Linked DNA regions of Bombyx mori: region 1 is linked to region 2. The links are chromatin contacts, called in public Hi-C maps. All regions are on one chromosome and are shown on one strand. The core of a region is the stretch at or near the end of the contact, and the rest is flanking DNA. Distances in the headings are between cores, read along the strand shown.

Region 1 (5,903 bases), core at 1,204-3,703, 52 kb before region 2:
TACGTTCAAGAAGTATTTGAAAGCATTCGTGAACAAAACGCTCCACGTACTGTTGGTAACCTTAAAATAGCGTAGTCTCTCATCGAAGTTAGTAGCTCCGAAGTAGTTTAAATTCACCAGAGGAGTATTTGCGCCGGTTACAACGAAGGTGATATTTTGTTCGCCCCGGCATAGAGGTACGGACGCACGGCCGGCGTGATGATGACATACAATAGTGTACTGACAATTCGAAACGATATCCACTAGCTCGCAGTTCGTCAATACAGTCGTAACAAACAACGACAGGGGGACTATAACATCTGAAAAAAAAAAAAAAAAAAGTTCAAAAGCGCATTCAGTAGATCTAATTTTTGTGAACCAACTTGTGGTAAATTATCAGTGAATACGTATGCTGCAAATAAAATATAATTTTAACGTAATAATCGAAAACTGACCGTAATGATGATCACAAACAAAGAAGCTATGCCTAAATATACAAAGCGAAGAAATGGTATATGATAGAGGAGTATGGAAGAAGAAAACATTTTGCGCCGACCCCAAGTGACTAGGAGAAGGGCAGGAGAATAATAATGATGATGAATAATGATCAATTTCTTTATGATTTCCCTTGTAAGTAGTCATACGGCCCAATCGTTGGTAAGTGGTTACCGTTGCGCATGCACGTCAGCAATGCCAGAAGCACAGTCAAGCGACTGCCTACCGCAAACAATTCACAATTATTCCCTCCAAGGCTTGCGTTACGTGAGTTTATTTTTAAACATTGATAAGATACAAAATGGACACCACGCCCTGACTCATAAGGCCAAAGTCCAAATATTTCATACCCACGAGCGTGGGTCGGCTTTTAAAATGTTTTACTGAAAAAAATCCACAAATTAACTGCTTATTTCTTTGGAAGCTGATTTAATTGGAACAAACGACAGAGTTTCGGCTCGAGGCTTCGGCTTTTGGCTTTTGCCGCAGTAAATCACGGGAGACCACTTTAAACCGCTTCAACGTTTGTTGTGCTAATCTCCATTTACAAGCTCACAAATAAAAATACTGAATTATTATGTACTTTGAAGGTGGTATACGTTGTTTGGTATTTCTGCTATTATGCGTTTGGACGTTATACAATGAATTGGAGACTTCAACGATGACCTTATGATTTTTTTTTATGATTGATGGGTTACTTGTTTACTTGGGTTACCCCTAAAAGGGAGAGACCTTAATAGATAAGAGGATATAAGACCTTAATAAGGCCTGCCGTCTTGTATGGATCAGCTTGTTGGACAACAAAAGTGGCGGATGAAAGGCGATTGCATGCAGCAAAGATGCGAATGTTGCGATGGATATGCGGAGTAACGAGATGGATAGAATACGGAATGAATATGTTAGAGGAAGTCTGAAAGTGTCACCTGTGACAGAGAAGCTGAGAAGTGCGCGTTTGGGATGGAATGGACATGTAATGAGACAAAATGAAAATGAGGTTGGTAAGAAAATGTGAAATATGAATGTGGAAGGATATAGAGGAAGAGGTAGACCTAAGAAGAAATGGATAGATTGCGTGAAAGACGATATGGGTAAGAGGGGAGTGAGCGAAGAAATGGTGTGTATAATAGAAGAGTATGGAAGGAGATAACATGTTGCGCTGACCCCAGGTACTGGGGAGAAGGGCAGGATAATGATGATGAACGTTGAACTCTTTGCCGAGTTCGACGAGTACGGTTACCGTAGTCCCTACTCCTAGTTTTAGAGCTAAAGGTGTCCGATTCAAAGGTTATTGGATCTGATGGATCTGTAAGGACGTTTCTAGGGCGTTGACGGTGACTGGCTCCTGCTCAGGATTCGGGGAGTAGTTAGCGGGGTTCCTAAGCCTGCTCCTAGTGTTAGAGGTAAAGGCATCTAATGCAAAGATCTGATGGACCTTGTGATATTCATGAGTTCAACCGCTTCATGTGGATAATGGACTTCGATCTCGTCTATCGGTACGCAATATTACGAAAAAAGTCTAATTGTAACGACAATACAAAAAATAAAATTAACCTATTAAGATTTGCAAAACAGTTTAATTAGAATTTAGGGGCAATTACTGAACAGCGCCGTTTGTCTTAGCCTTTTAATTTTTGCTCATTTGGCCTAATTCTTAGGGATACCTTAAGGATAAGGACTCTGATAACCACTCAGTACCAGATGGACCTTGAACTTGTACGTCCAATGGAACATTCACCCCAACAAATTGATTTTTAAAAAAATCCAAAATATACTCAAAATTAACTACAAATGATTAGATATGTATCTCAGTTTACTTACATTGTAAATGAAAGCGTATACTGCATAAATTCATTTTTTTTTTAAATTAAAACAATGAAATTAATATTCACTGAAATTCACTTAAAGGTACCAATTTATTTATATTATTAAAGTAATTATGTTATCACACGAAACGACACAGCGTTTATGAACAATAAATGAATTGTTTTGTTTGGTTCAAGTCAAAGAACAAAATTCGTGGAGTAGACATGGTTTTTTTATTATTTTTTATCGCAGTTTAAATATTTTATTTATTTATCATTCAAGTAGCTCATCTTATGGTAAGCGGTATCGAAGACCACGATCATTGTAACGTTACTTACGCATTAGAAACACCGGAAACTGATCCACAAGCAATTTTGGAAATCTAGACACCGCCGCTAAGCCGAAGTTAAGTAAAGGGTCTAGTTAAGTTGGACAGCGTTCGGCTAAGTACGTCCCCCATTCTTCATCCTTCATACTTTCTTTTCATCGTAGTATCTTAAAACGAAACTTTTCAACCAGGGCATCCTACCGGTTATGACTTTTGCGGTCGAGATGTGGAAACTCACAATACGGATAGTCCGTTACCGAGACTCAACGAGTCATGGAAAGAGACATACTCGGAGTTTCCCTGAAGGACAAAATTAGGAATGAGGTTACTTGAAAGAGAACTAATATAGCCGTAGAGCTGACGATCGATGGAGTAGACGGGTTCCTGAGTAGATACTGCGTAACGTCAAACGAAGGAGGACACTGGCTAGGTGGTGCGATGACCTTCAAAAGGTGGCCAGCAAAAAATGGAATAGGAGAGCTGAAAAATAGTTTCGATAGATTGGGACGGGCCTATGTCTAGCAATGGATGACAGCTGGATGATGATGATGATGATGATGATGATGATGATGAGACACCGCCACTAGGCGTATCTGGGAAGTAATTCCAGAAATTGGTATCCTAACTCTACCTTTGCTCTAGAGCTTAGTTTTACCAAACCAGTGTACTTTTTTGGAAATGATGAATAGCTGAGTTTCATTAAAGTAAGCACTAATTATACAATTGAAATATTAATGATTTTTAAATAATAAAAACCTGTTCTAAATACTCTCTAATGGCATGTCAAAAATATTTAGAAAAAAAGAACTACTCTATAGTTTTGTTCGCCGGAAACTATTATCAGTTATGCAGCATCCGAACAGCGCTGTGAATAATGATATAATAATTTAAAAAAGTACGAAAGCACCTAAAATAAACTAGTTTAGTCTTTATTTATTTGATAAATAACACAGAAGCCGTTTATTGTTTAGAGCATATTGAAATACTGAATATGGCTAACGACTTTGATTATGTGTACCTATTAATAGTATTACAGAAAAATGTATTAATCAAGACAGTAAATACAACGGTTTCTTCTTCTTCGGTATGTCTATGTAACTTAGCCAATTAAATCTTTGAGTATTTTTACATATTGCAGTACTAATTGCTCGAAGAACCCCAAAAATTTCTTCTCGGCTCTGCAAGTGCAAAAACAATATTATGTAACGGGCTCTTACGGGACTGCTCGATATATCAGGGCTTTTGCAAGCGCCATGACCAGTGTATTATGTGGAAAAATCGGGGTAAAAAACCAACAATTGTGCGTGTTTGTAATGTAGATAGCTGCGAAAGTTAAAACGATTTAAGTCAATTATTTAGTAATCTTTATATTCGAAAAATACTTATGTTTTAATTTATAATAAGATCTGTGTAGAAAACCAAAGGAGTTTCGTAGAACACAAATCAAAATTGCCATTATCAGTGTAAATAAATAAAAAATACCCGCCTGCCTGAGAAGGAGTTAGGAGGGTGAGTTTCTCGAGTGTATGTAAATGTTGTTATAGAATTTCTTTGGCACTAGATTAACTTCGCTGTATTACAAATGGTCTGTTTTAATACAGCGCTATGCTTCAAAAACGAGTAGGAAAATACTAGGTATTAAAATATGGGATTAAAGGGAGAATTATTTACAGAAACGGCAGTAAACTATTCATCGTCAATAAATAAACTATTAGGACAATGGAAATTAATATTTTTTTAGTAATCAACAGAGAAGATAAATGGGATGAATATGCACAGGGAGTCGGATCGAAACGATTCACTTTAAGTGCTTTTGGCCGCTACTGGTAGCAGTTACCAAAACACAGGCCATCATACTCATATTTCTTGTCGGATCTTCTAAGCGGGTCGCAATTCCAATTCGGTGGTAGATGCATTCGCAAAACAATTGCCCTTGAACTGCTAAGCCTCTTCTACTGTCACCCAAAGAGCAGTTACAAAATCTTTTCCTCCTGGCTGGAGACCTTGAGTTTGCTTGTCTTGGTGAAACTGGAAAGACCTTCTTAACGCAGCCAGCCTTCAACCCCATAAACCATGACTTTAGTGAGAAGAGCTTCAGAGCAATTATGGATAAAAAAATCCGACCGACCCGTTTGGTATCCTGCAACAGATTTTACAACATGTCTTGCCACTAGATTGATATTAATCTATAGGAACTTTGATAGCAGGTGTTAACTACTTTTACTGCTTGCTTTTATCGCCAACTAAATTTAATATAAGTCTGGACATAAAAGAGTTAAAATAATAACCGTGAAACTCAGACCGAGGGCTCATCAGCCGGCTCCCATTAAAAAACCATAATTGAACATAAAGTTAAAATGTGGTCGAATTACACAATGATTAATTATAATAAGCCTATTTGCGTGTTAATTACCCCATTCAACTTTACCCTTGTATTTTTACCGGCCATCAGCTTAATTTTATTAATCGTAACTTTATTCTTGGGGCTGTAGTAATTGTTATTTTTTGTTTCGTTACGTAAAATTGTTTCTTTCACAAGACGTGCATCTTCGATTTGTTATTTTTCTTCTTCTTGCTCTTATGCCACATTATGGTTTGGCGCAGCATGTCCTTTTATCATACTGCATAAGGATTTGGCATAGGTTTTTCAACCGGCCGTCTTCCTCACTTCAACATTCCTTGGATTATATCTCCGGTATCTCCAGTGGTATATCAATTGTAATGTGCGATAGGAAGGGAATTTTCTGTTTCTTCTTTTAGTGTGTCTTTTAATTCGTCCGTTTTTGATTCTTTATCTTACATTTCATTATCATAAGTATTTACATTAAAATTTAGATGTTCAAATACCAATATCTCATTACAAAATATTACATTTTATTCGTTTTTCTACATCCTCAATTTGTTAATTATCTTTAAATATTATATGCAGGTTGCGTTCAATCAAAACAAGCAAACTATCCCGTTTGAAATCTGAATACTCAGGCAAATATTTATACATACCGTGCAATGTCAAAATACTTTCATTAAAAATTATGGCGTATGAATATGCCCGAATAGTTTATATCATCGTGACCATGTCTGCTCCAAAGCATTATGGGTCACGACTTGAAGAATGGGGTAGCCCTCAAAAATACTAATTTCGACCATATGTCTTCGTTTTAAGGCGGATGGCAAGGTTGATATGGTCATTACTGCTCACTGAAATCCGTGCCGTGAGGTTGTCCTGGTTCTGGTTCTAGTCGATTTGGTTCTGGTTCAGAGGTCTGGTTCAATAACGTTTATTACTGTTCCTAGTTAG
Region 2 (5,165 bases), core at 1,035-3,534:
TCGTTCTCGTCAAACCCGTCGTTTGCAACGAAAGACTCGGTGAGTAAATTAACCCCACAGACACAGCCCACTGAGTTTCTCGCCGGATCTTCTCAGTAGGTCGCGTTTCCGATCCGGTGGTAGATTCTGCGAAACACTGCTCTTGCTAGGGTTAGTGTTAGGAACGTCGTCAGGTTTGAGCCCCGTGAGCTCACCTACTTGTTAAGGTTACGCTGAAATGGCATCTCAAGGCATGAAAAATATACTTAAGAACATACAACATCGATCTTGAAAATCAATAGTACCACAGCCCAAATTTAGCCATTAACTGTCGCTAATATTTTTTTTAAAGGCCAACTGTACTATTTAACTAAAGGTATCTAACTAAACAGCCTTTTTTCTCAGGCCGTGGGCCGAACCTTTTACGAGGTCTCCGCGAACTAATTAAACAGCCTAGACTAACTATTACTACCGACACTGTTTTTATTTTATTCCTTAAGCTCACAGCCCCATGGAGCTCTCTGTATTTAAGGGGTTGCCGGAACCCGTAGACTCCCCAACCTATGCCTACCGAACATAACTTTATATTTCAGGTATTTATATCCACTGCATATTACCTACGTAATAACGTTTTTTTTTCACCTTTTTTTATGACACAATGTTATTCGTTCATCGTGAAAGTCAATTGTGGACATTAAGATTATAATCGTTGCGTATTTTGAGTATCATTGGCTCATTTCGGCCCACCTGATGCTAAGCGATTACTTACCCACCTTGTGACAGCGCCTTAGCCCCCAGAAACGCGTGAAGGCATATCCGCTAATTAACTTCACGGGCGTAATGCTCGTGAGCCTGGCCTCGAATCAGTGACCCGAGAGACCGAATATCGACCGTTTCCGTAGCCCTACGAATCGAAAAGAACTAATAATATTAATATTTCTAGTGAATTACGTTCAAAAGGTTTTTTTTTGTTTTGTAGGGAACATTCCGTTGATGTTAATTAAAATACCTTAGCCGTAATGACTTTCTTTCGTTCGCATTCGGTCAATGACATATTCTCATTTTTGAATGAATCGTTACGATATTTAATTGAACTAGTGGCCCCGCAGTAGTCGAAATTCGACTATAATTCATTGGAATTGTAAGTTTGTACACTATTATGATTGTATTTTGTACTTCTTTAATCACAAATTTCGCCAAGACTACACTACACTATAAAAATATTAACAAAGACAAACAATATATTTTAATCTATTCTCAATTTGACAACAGACGTCAAGAACAAAACTTTGACAATAAATAGTATGCATGCGTGTGTGCGTCAAATACATGGTATGTAGTGTGTGTAATGTTTTCTTTATTCATTTAATGTATCTTTTATGCATTATTTAAAAAAAAAATATTAGCATTGTGCACATCTTCACTATATTCTCTATAAGTGTGGGAAATTTCATACTCCACCGTCCGCGCAATTTTCGTAAAAAGGGATACAAAGTTTTTGCTTCACGTATTAATATATAGATTCCAGTAAACAAACTTTTAAACTTCGCACGTATCTACGATTTAAGCGCTTTCAGGGAGCAACAGAACAATTTTTCCCCCTACTTATTCGCTGGTAACCTAAGGCCCTATTCCAGATATGACCGGCCGGTAGGTGAGCTCACCGGCTCAACCTAAGAGAATTTAATAACACTAGCCCTAACAAGGGCAGTGCTTCGCAGAGTTTACCACCGGATTGGAATTACGACCCACTAAGAAGATCAGGCGAGAAACTCGGTGGGCTAACACAGAACCAAGGGAATAATTAGGAATATTATGTTCTTTTTTTTATAATAATTATTTTTTTTATAAAAAATATTTAGACAGTCTACTGTTGCTGTCACTGACGAGGAGTCATCAATGGGAGAAATTAAATATAAATCGAAAAGACAAAAAATGTATATAGATGTGATTATTTAAATACTAATGAATGGAATTAAAATAGTCTTAAGATAGCCTTCCGCTATCGCAATCCAGAGCCTGAGGTCTGATACATGATGACGAGATGTACCAAAAAATATTTATATCCCATCTACAATCACGCCGTTTAACATTTCATTGGCACTGTTCGTATGTAAACAATTTGTGTATCACGTATCCTCACACAAATTCCAATTCAGTGGACGTCTACATTCCGCGCATCGTTGTTATTCGAAGCACGCGTCGATCTGATTGTTTGTTACGAGTTCGTGTATACGCGTCGAGGTTCGCGTCAGCTTCGTCAGTTTCGTGTCAGCGCTAAACGCGGTACCTACCAGTTGACGTGTTTCGTTTGAAATTAGACATTACAATGATGAAAATAGACAGTGCTGGATTTACACTAGGGGCGGTTGGGGCAAGTGCCCAGGGCGGCAAAATTTTTAAAGTATTGTTTTTTGTCTTAGCAATATTGTTGAATATAATTAATTAATTCTAGTAATTAATAACTTTCTGTTTAATTGATAATTCAACAAATTCAATTCATCCATTATTTGTGAATTATAATTTTGGAACTTTTGTTAAAAATTAATAATCAAAATGATTTAACAATTTATTTTCTTGGACATTTGAAATAATAATCGATTTTTCCATTTTCTGGAATTAAAGAATACCTAATAGAGAATAATAATAAATAATTAATTGGCACCCTTAGTGCAAAATTTATAATTGTTAGAAAAAAACAGATATTAATTTATGTTTTTGGAATATATAACATATTATGATAAAGCTTCTGCAATAAATTAGTTATTTTAATTTTGAAAAATAAAATATATAAACTATAAGTTTAGATAAAATTCTAGTATCGGGGCGGACTTTTTCCGGTGCCCAGGAGCGGCATTAAGTCTAAATCCGGCCCTGAAAATAGAACACGTAACGATAGCACATTGTTCCGATGTGAACTGATAATTAATTCCAAAAATAGAATTATATTGTTTATCGCTTCAAAGCCGATGCAATACAACGTATTTAGATGTTTTGTTTGATTTTGAAGAGCGTATCTTTTGTTTCATAATAATAAAATCTATACTTTTTTTTTAGTAAAATTCTAAGCCTTTGGCTATATGAAAATTTAATAGGTGCGAAATGAAAATAGTATGAATTAGCTGAAATTAAATTAAAGGAAATGGTAGTGCAAGGTAGAGAGGGAAGGGGTTGACCAAGAAGACATGAATGGAGTGGGTAAATGAGGATATAAGAGAGAGAGAGGAGTGAGTGTTGAGCTGACGGCTGACAGAAGAGAATGGATGAGAAAAATTACCTGTGTTAGTGGGATAAGGTAAAGAAAAAGAAGTTAAATGTTAGTTAATATGAATCATAGTTAATACCGTAATTTCCAAACTTATTTTTATCAAAATTTTCCTCTAAACATGTAATAGAAATCAACTATTTCCTCATTTCAACACGGCCAGCTTTATTTTGGAAAATGCAACATTCAAAATGTTCCGCGTACATTTTGAAATGCATCGTTCATTAACAAATACGACTTCAAAGCGAATTCAAACAGCTTTTGGTGAACGTGTTAAAACTTAACAACAAATACATTTCTGACAACATTTTTTATTTTTTATTTATACTTTATGCACAAAACAAAACTTGTACACAGGCGGACTTAATGCCATGGGCATTCTCTTCCAGTCGGCCATAGGGTGGTGCAGAGATAATGCATGGTAGGTGCATTAACAAAAGAATAACAAACAACAACAACAAAACAAAAAACAAAAAAAGAACAAACTCAAAACAAAAATCTTCCTTAAAACAACATCTCAGTATTATAGAATACACATAATGTTAAATATAGGTACTTATATAGATTACATATGACACACACATTTTCCGTAAGCTTGTAAACTAAATAGCTTCCGTCGTTGTACTGCATGTGTGAGAGCGTCACTTTAGCCCACTGAGTTTCTCGCCGGATCTTCTCAGTGGGTCGCGTTTCCGATCCGGTGGCAGATTCTACGAAGCACTGCTCTTACTAGGGCTAGTGTTAGCAACATTCCCGATTTGAGCCCCGTAAGCTCACCTACACGTCAAGGAGAAGCTGAAATAACCGCAGATCAGCGGTAGCTGGAGCTCATGAAAATAATGTCGGTACCGCCACTCACCTTGAAACATGAATACGAAATATCATCACAACTATTACACTCTTCAAAGATTTATATAAGGTAGCGATTCAGCTCATCGTCAAAATACGTTGTGGGAATTACTACAAAGGGAAGATCTTTCACTGAGCGAGCGAAGTTGCTCGGTAGACCGACGGCCCGAATGTTATTGTTCGGAACTTGTATATATGCAAGCTTATCTTGAAAATGTCGTAAGCGAGATTCAGGCATTTGTCAAAGATCTTGTGTTCTATGATGGCTATCGCCACAACGTCACAACCTACAAGCTTAAATACATGCCGTAAACCGTTGTCATTTGTGACCACGGAAACTGCCAAGTATCCGAAAACATACAAAACGACAGAAAATAGAGACAATTTTAAACAGTAATATTAATACGTGAAGCAAAAACTTTATATCCCTTTTTACGAAAAATGCGCGGACGGAGGAGTATGAAACATTCCACACTTATAGAGAATATAGAGAAGAAGAAGCACAATGCTAATATTTTTTTAAAATAATGCATAAAAGATACATTAAATCAATAAAGAAATCATTACACACACTACATACCATGTATTTGACGCACACACGCATGCATACTATTTATTGTCAAACTTTTGTTCTTGGCGTCTGTTGTAAAATTGAGAATAGATTAAATATTGTTTACCTTTGGTAATATTTTTATAGTGTAGTCTTGGCGAAATTATAGAAGTATAAATTATAATAGTGTACAAACTTACAATTCCAATTAATTATAGTCGAATTTCGACTACTGCGGGACCTCTAGTGTTCTTTAATTATGGATAGCTCTGTTTTCAGTGACAAGCCATTGAATCTCTGAAACAAATATCGGTTTTAGAATTTTTAGAGTTGCTTAAGAGTTTTGCCGATAAATGAGCATCAAAAGAGATCTCAACGAGGAATCGCATCGACAGCCTACGCATTAAGTGCCATAGAACAAAAGCCGCCACCAAATGTAGATGATACGGCCGTATTTGCATAGAGAAAATCATTTCGTGTATCGAAGACCCGTTTGTGTCTCGCAACGGAATAACGTGTGGT

Evidence for each region. Hi-C and Micro-C count contacts between places; a contact is called where the count stands out from the background.
Region 1: a contact with region 2 is called in a Hi-C map of posterior silk gland, with 2.3 times the contacts expected there. The contact joins the promoter of LOC110385485 here to the enhancer-like site in region 2. A contact is called at or near these places in 2 of 7 Hi-C or Micro-C datasets (middle silk gland and posterior silk gland).

The regions. Positions count from the first base shown.
Region 1 is chr19:12,015,321-12,021,223 of ASM3026992v2, reverse strand. It overlaps LOC110385485 (chaoptin), which reads right to left and starts at 2,453. Exons shown (of 2, transcript XM_021348957.3): 1 at 2,293-2,453; 2 at 1-299. The coding sequence starts at 2,326. The region is part of intron 1 of LOC101739906 (hemicentin-2); the gene reads left to right.
Region 2 is chr19:11,963,685-11,968,849 of ASM3026992v2, reverse strand. The region is part of intron 5 of LOC101739906 (hemicentin-2); the gene reads left to right. Among protein-coding and RNA genes, the nearest start is that of LOC134200630, 24 kb to the right of the region's middle. Within about 2 kb of position 2,284, at least 1 of the 8 cell types and tissues checked has open chromatin away from gene starts, as enhancers often do.